Regions from separate parts of the Zea mays genome. Here region 2 is linked to region 1. A link is a contact called in public Hi-C data. All regions are on one chromosome and are shown on one strand. Each heading gives the region's core, a stretch centred on a gene start, on an enhancer-like site or on the middle of the called end of the contact. The rest is flanking DNA. Distances are from core to core; before and after follow the strand shown.

Region 1 (3,653 bases), core at 768-3,267:
ATAATTAGTCATATTGTTCCGCAAGAAAGATTCATTGTTGAGTAGAGTAGTGTAGATTATTTCTAATTGCTTCAATCAAAACGACAAGTGTTGCGCTCCCATCAACCAATAGGCGGTAGCTCGTGCCCAATCCATCCGGTGATCCATTGCCTTTGCGATCTTGGCTTTGTTCTGGTTGGACCGGGCAGAATAATAAATAAACCCAAACTGAGCAGCATTAAGAAATTGACGAGTATCTATGGCATGTGAGATTGGGCAAGACGCAAGACTTCCCGGTGACGACGGATCGAAGGTGTGGGAGAGCAGAATATTTGCGCAGGCAATCCTCGAGGAGACTAAACAATTTGTCATCATGCCAATACGTTAATTCGCAAGTAAACTGGAGGAACATTTGCCGTGTCGTGCAACACGTAGGCCGGGGCTACTATTAGTGTCAGTGATGACGTTACAAATCCAGGCTATCTGGTGACATCTATGTTGGGCTTAGATGATGGCTTAAACAAGATACAAGACACTGCTTCTATATGCAAGTGATCTTATAAAACATACTGCTTCTAAGAGAGACGTTAGTCAGACAGGACAATGGTGGGACAATGGCACTGTTAGGGTGTCCTCCTTCGAGAGAGGAAAAGGGCATCCTAACTGACTAGCGTCCTAATCGGGAGCGCCTCTTAAACATTTGGTTGAGTCACCAATCGCAATATAAAAGAGGGGGCTAGAGGTGGGCATAGGCCAACACTTGTTGCCTATGAAACCGTAGCCCCACCAATCCACGATATTCATTAATCTCACGTTTGAAGTGACCAAAATAGTTACATATGTGGTGTCCTAGCCTCTCGACATCTAATGGGGCTAGGCTCTAACCCTCCTCTACAAGGACTTGGTGACACTCTCAATAGTGGTAGCAACCATAGGTGCCTCCACGTCAAGACGCACGGGCACCTATCATCCACGACGTCGGGCAACTCCCTGGCCTTGCCCTTAATCAAGGGCAATAAGGTCCCGCCACAAGGATACCCTCACTTTATGGATAACTTGTAAATTTTGTGGTAAATAAACTAATAATTTATGCTGTAAACTTTCGGGGCATCACTATTATTATAATGCACCAGTTTCGTGCACACCCCTTTTCGTGCGTCGCCCCTCTAGCCTTCCCCCTCCCCTCGCTGCAACAGCCTACAAAACTACAACAACCCACTATCCACGTGCCACAATAGCCTACAACAACGCACTCCGCCCCCACTGCCCAGCCCCCCCCCCCCCCCCCCCCCGCGTTGGATCCTCGTTCGCTGCCGCCTCCGTCTCTCTTCGTTGTGCTTCTGCCCCCTACTCACCGAGTCGGTGGCCTCCTTGCCTCCACACGCCTACGCTGTTGCCCTCTCCACTTCGCCATCGCCTCGTTCACCTCCTCCGCTACTGACTGATGAGATACGGGAACACAACTCCTCCACTAGCTACACAGTGTCCAGCCCTGCCATGTAAGACGACAACTTGGAGGTCTCGACGCCAAAGAGCTACTGCTTGTGACACCAGTGCTCATCCTCGTCCGCGTCGATAGTACTACTGAATAAATGGCCAAAAACAATCCTTTGTATTTTGAGATAAATTTTAAATAATATAATATATTTCAAACAGTTGTTCAGAAAAAATAGCACGCGCGGAAATTACAAGTTGACACACCATCAGCTCTTCCAACAAAGTTCACGTAGGTATAAAGACAGGGCCTCCTCGAAAGAAAAGGGTAAATCGCAAGAGAAAAACAAACGCGGATATTAGCACCAGCAGAAAGTAGAAACCATCCTCCTCTGTCCTGTGTCTCTGGAAAAGAAGAAAGAGCAGTAGAAAACAAAAACGAAAAGGCGAGAAAGCACCTACTACCACAGGTGGACCCAGGCAGTCCCAGCAAATTGTTGGACCCACTAATCCAGCCAAGGGGGGCCCCACCCGTTCAACCTCCCAAGCTCACTATAAATTGACGCGTTCTCCAACGCCATCCGCCTCAAGCTCAGGCCGAGGCGGCAGCAGCAGCAGCAACCGAAGAAGCCTTTGTTGCAATCCCAGTCGTCGGAACACTCGAAATTTCCCTGTGTACAGTTGCCTACCCTCCCTCCCGCTCGGCTACACCCACGCGCCCACCTACCCAAAAGAACCGCGCGGCCTCCTTCCCCGGTGCCACCACCTCGTCGGACTCGCATCGATCGGCAGCTAAACAAGCACCCGCCGCGCGCGATGGCAATGGACGCGGCTGTGGCCGAGAAGACCGGCGGAGGCGGAGCGGCCGGGGTCGCGGCGGGCGCGCAGGTGGGGCTGAACGGCGGCGGCGTCGGCGGCGGCGAGAGGCGTTCCCGGTTCCATCGCATCTGCGTGTACTGCGGCAGCGCCAAGGGCCGGAAGCCCAGCTACCAGGACGCCGCCGTCGAGCTCGGCAAGGAGTTGGTACGCCACGGGACCCTTCTCCCTCACGGCCTCACCTAAAAAATCCCGCCTTCACGGTCCAACAAACAAACAAAAAAATCCAATCTTTTCGGGGGTGAATCGCCGCCGCGCGGTCTGGTCTCCCAGCTCCCAGGCAGGCAGCACCACATCAAAATCCCGCGCGCCTCTGTTGCTGCCATCTTGCTTGCCTCGCTCCACCCGACTGCGCCTTTGCGGCCGTGGCGCACGCCGCGCGTCCTTGGGTGATCATGCACCCGCTCTGCGCGGCGAACCTCAGCTCGGCTGCTCGCCGTCGGGGGGAGCCGAAAGGCGCCGCGAGTCTTTGCCGTTTTGGAGGGCGGTGGTGTCGTAGTTGGATGGTCATCTCCCATACTATAATGGAATGGATGGTGCTGCCGCGCCGTCACCGTGAGCCGGTGACCTCATTTGCCTCCGCGGATGAACAATCTTTGCTTCCTTGCTTGGCGCAGCAAAACCCCAATTCTGTAGAAAAAATATCGCATGCTGTTCTTTTTTTTTTCTTCTTTTCTGCATTTCTACGTGCTGTTGCTATTGACGAGTGAATTGCTCGATTTCCTGGTGTGCCAGGTGGAGAGGGGCATCGACCTGGTCTACGGGGGAGGTTCCATCGGCCTCATGGGGCTGGTCTCTCATGCAGTTCATGATGGAGGTCGCCATGTGATTGGGTGAGCATCCTAAGTCCTAATAACCCTTCCTTCCCTCCTCTCTAGAGTCTAGACAAGTTGTGCTGCTGTGTGCGTCGTACCAGACGCTCGCTCTCCTTGATGAGAAGGCGCTCCTGGTCCTGGGTCATGGCTGGCTGCTGCTGTGAGTGCATGCTTGCTGTGCCTTCCTGCGCCAAAATGGTAGCTTTTGATCGCCACAGCCGTGGCTCTGCCCCCCCCTGGGTATGCCTTTGAGACGTGAGTCTCTTGCTGCATCATTTCAGCAGGAGCCATTTTGAATGCAACTGGGTTCGGCTTCATCACAGGGGTAGAATGGAAGTGCCTTTTTGGCCTGGTTTTTCAAAAGGCCACTCGGCTGCCTGCTCTAATTGCGAGTTGCAATGTACGAGGGGGGTGCTCTCTTCCTAGGCTAGTCTGCTTCTCTCTCTGAGTCTCTCTTGCAGTGGCGTGCCTAGCTAGCCTGAGCTGCTAAGCCCTGGCTTCCCAGTTTTCCTGCAACGGGAACGGCCATGGTCTGGTGCTTCTACCCGC
Region 2 (3,653 bases), core at 453-2,952, 280 kb before region 1:
TGCAGCAAGCCAGACCACACACATATTTGCATCATTTAGGGGGTGTTTGGTTTCCAGGGACTAATGTTTAGTCCCTTCATTTTATTCCTTTTTAGTGTATAAATCGCTAAATATAGAAACTAAAATAAAGTTTTAGTTTCTATATTTGGTAATTTTGGAACTAAAATGGAATAAAATCCAGGGACTAAACATTAGTCCCTAGAAACCAAACACCCCTTTAATGGTGCAGGTGCACTGCTTCTTCAATGAGCTATAAACTAGTGCAAACTCCATGCACTTGCGCATGTTCACAATATAGAACATTTTGGTAAGCATATGTTACATTTTTAGTATCTGGAATTGTCTTTACATCTAAAAGTATGTGCATAGGGATTTAGAGGAGATTTGACTATGAGGAAGAAGGCATTAAGTTTTAACCTTTTGGTTGGAGACTACTCATTAAGATGGCTCGAACTTTGTGGTATCTTTGTTACTTGAAAACTTGAAGATAAGTTACCTCACAAGATGGTTACCTAATAGCACAAAAATAACCATGACAAAAAATTGAGATAATGTTGTGCACATTTATTTTGGATTTTGGATTCATTAATAGAAGAAGTTAGAAATGTGCATTCATTCATGTATGACAATTGACAATAGGGTGTTCAGACTTAGTAACCACAAACACAATATATTTCCAGGCCACAATGGCATGCAAGGAAAGATAGGATTTTTGGATCATACCTTGTTTCAAACTCCCTTATCTCAAAAAGATCCTTTCCACATGTATCTGTCCACTGAACTTTCCTCCGTTCCATGCTAGATCTCAGGGTTTGCACCTCTTCCAAAGACTCACGCGGTTCTTCACCCTCGCTCACCACTATACGGTGCTCCAAAGAATCCCTTTTGGAGTTGCTCTTAAGACAGCCTCGTCTCTCACTGCCACTGATGGAACCACTAGTGGTCAACGTCTTGTTTGCTGAACAAGATGCTTCTTCCTGTGAGGTACCGGTACCAAGCGCATTGCTGGAGGTCGCTTTTGGAGGAGACGCCACCTCGAGGCCATTAGCCGTGCATCCGAAGCAGACAAAGGGAGCACATTTCCCAGGAGCCTGGTCCTTGGCGGAGGGCAGGTGGTACACCTGCTCGGTCTCCCGGTCGACTAGCCGGTACTGGTTCCACGGCGAGACCTTTACGGGCTTCTCCTCAGCTTTGCGTCCGAGCAGCAAGAGGGCGAGGCCATGGCTGTAACCTGTAGCTGAAGACGAGAAGAACCCTCCTCCTTCCACGGCCAGTAGCATCTCTACTGCTCATCCAGGCACCATGGACTAGGAACTTGATACCAGCCTGACGAATCACCTCTCCACTGGCGAGCTCATTATGCTATCTTGCAAAGGAAACAATCCATCACATCCACCACATAAAAGATTCGGATTTGAGGATTCATAGTAAGCAAAGAATATGCATTACAGAAAACGAGGAATTCATTCAAGGCGGCCTACCGAGAAAAGGAAGGGACCACCGCAGGTCCAGCTGGATCTCCGTTGCGATCCAGTCCAGGGGACGATCGAGGACGACGGGAACGCCCGGCTGCTGGAGAAGGAAGATTAGGTGCAGTCCGCGGCGGCGGAAGGATGGCCTGTATGCCTGGATCTGAATCGCGCCGTCGTTGGACGGAGAGAAGAGAGAGGGCGAACGAGCTTAGAAAACAAACAATCATCATGTCCCGATTTCCTAGCAGTAGTATTTCACTATTTCTGGGGCCGGTCTTCTGCTGTTGTAGGCCCATATTAAATCTGGTATGTTGTCGGCTGCAGCTTGGCCCATGTGAGGGCTGGAAATGGTCCGGTCTGTTATGCCTGTTGGGCCGTGTCTCTCTCTTCTCGGCTACAGCCCCATAGTGACGTCTGCACACAAGTGTGGAAATGACTCCGTCTATTTGGTCTGTTTGGTCCGCCTTTCTCTCCGTCGTCCGGTCGGAGTTTTTTTTCTACTGTAGTACCTGTTTTAATAGGCTTCTTCTTTATGGTATTTTTAAAATAATCTTCATCTATAATAGTATTTATAAGTGATATTACTCTCCAAAATAGTATTCCAACTTTTTTTTTAATATTTCTTTTTCCTTTCATTTTTCGTCATCATATAAACTCCCCATAATGCCTCTGATTTAATTTCTCATCGTTCGGCGCCGCTGCATACACTTTCTCTAGTATTCGGCTCACGTTTTAGTGAGGATGCAAAGCACTATCACAATTCAGCAGCAGTGCCACAACCTGATTCTTTCTCCAGCGCCGCAACATGATGCCAAGCACTATCACAATTGTGACTAGATGGAAACTATTATCCAACAACCTGTTTATGAGCTGCAAGCAACCTAATAATTGTGCTGCTCCAGAACTACAAACAACCTGAGAAGCCTTCTAATTGGCCTCATGCCTATGCAACAACCAGACTTTGATTTTAGTACACCAGTGACTGGGTGGTGATCGAATAGCCGACATGCACGTTCAGCAAAACAGGCTCAGAAAAATAGCCCTTGCATGAGAGATGGTTAGTGTTCAAAAAGGTCTAGGTCATTTAAATCTGAAACAGTTTGTTGACGAAGCTGGCAACCCACTATACAGGCGCAGGAAAATAGTATTCTTGCCTGGAATGCCTATGCACCAACCAGTTTGTTGGATGAAGGCAGGCGACGTCGTTCAGCCAAACACAGCATATACGATGCTCAAGATTTGTTCTTCGGCAATGAATGGAGAAATTAAACCAGGGGCATTACGAGGGAGTTTAGAAGACGATGAAAAATGAAAGGAAAAAAGAAATATTAAAAAAAGGTTAGAATACTATTTTGAAGAGTAATTTTAACTATAAATACTATTATAGAGAATGTTATTTTAAAAGTACCATAAGTGAGAAGCCTATTAAAACAAGTACTATAATAGCAAAAAACTCCTTGCGTGAACTAAAACCATGACACAAAACAGAGGAAGCAATCCACATCGCAGACCCTTTCTACTTTCTTCCTCTCCTCGATTAGTGCGGCGATGGTCCGGAAGAGGAAGAGGAAGGCGGACGCCGCGGCTAGACGAGGCCGATCGCACGCTCTACTCCACCTTCTGCAGCGCCGCCAATTCCTTCTCCTAGCTCTACACACAGACCATGGCCCAGTAGAAGCTCTTCTTCCAGGCCGGCGAGTGCCACGCCTTAGTGCGTATACCCTACCCTGTCTCCTGTCCACTGCCCTCGTTCTTGCCTTTTCTCTTCCGTCCGCTAGTCGGTCGGTCGAGCCGTCGAGGGTCGGGTTATACGTGTGGGCCAGCCGGGCGATCCGAAGCCCAGCACAGATTTAGCCCGCCACGCACCGGGGCCGGCATGGTGACTAACAGGCTCGTACTGGCCCGGTATGCCAGCCGTGTCGTGCTTGCGCTGCATGTGTGGCATGGCGTGCTAGGTCCGAGCTCGGCCCGTTATAGCCATCGTCCGGTCACGCCCCGCATGCGAGGGAGCAAATATCTCCCCTCGCATGTGGCACACCCTCACTCCACGACATGCCCTCCCAGTTCCTTGCACCCTCGCTCTCTCTGTCTCACGCGAACGACGAACACTCTAGAACTCTCGCTCGTCCCTCTCCTGTTGCTCCAGTGTTCCCTCGATTGAACCACTCCGACTCTGACTCT

The links. Hi-C and Micro-C count contacts between places; a contact is called where the count stands out from the background.
Region 2: a contact with region 1 is called in a Hi-C map of ear, with 2.0 times the contacts expected there. The contact joins the promoter of LOC100192572 here to the promoter of LOC100191347 in region 1. A contact is called at or near these places in 2 of 25 Hi-C or Micro-C datasets (ear and tassel).

The regions. Positions count from the first base shown.
Region 1 is chr8:143,938,210-143,941,862 of Zm-B73-REFERENCE-NAM-5.0, reverse strand. LOC100191347 (carboxy-lyase) reads left to right here and starts at 2,017. Exons shown (of 7, transcript NM_001136781.2): 1 at 2,017-2,436; 2 at 3,025-3,122. The coding sequence starts at 2,230.
Region 2 is chr8:144,215,440-144,219,092 of Zm-B73-REFERENCE-NAM-5.0, reverse strand. It overlaps LOC100192572, which reads right to left and starts at 1,702. Exons shown (of 3, transcript NM_001137787.1): 1 at 1,482-1,702; 2 at 724-1,362. The coding sequence starts at 1,280.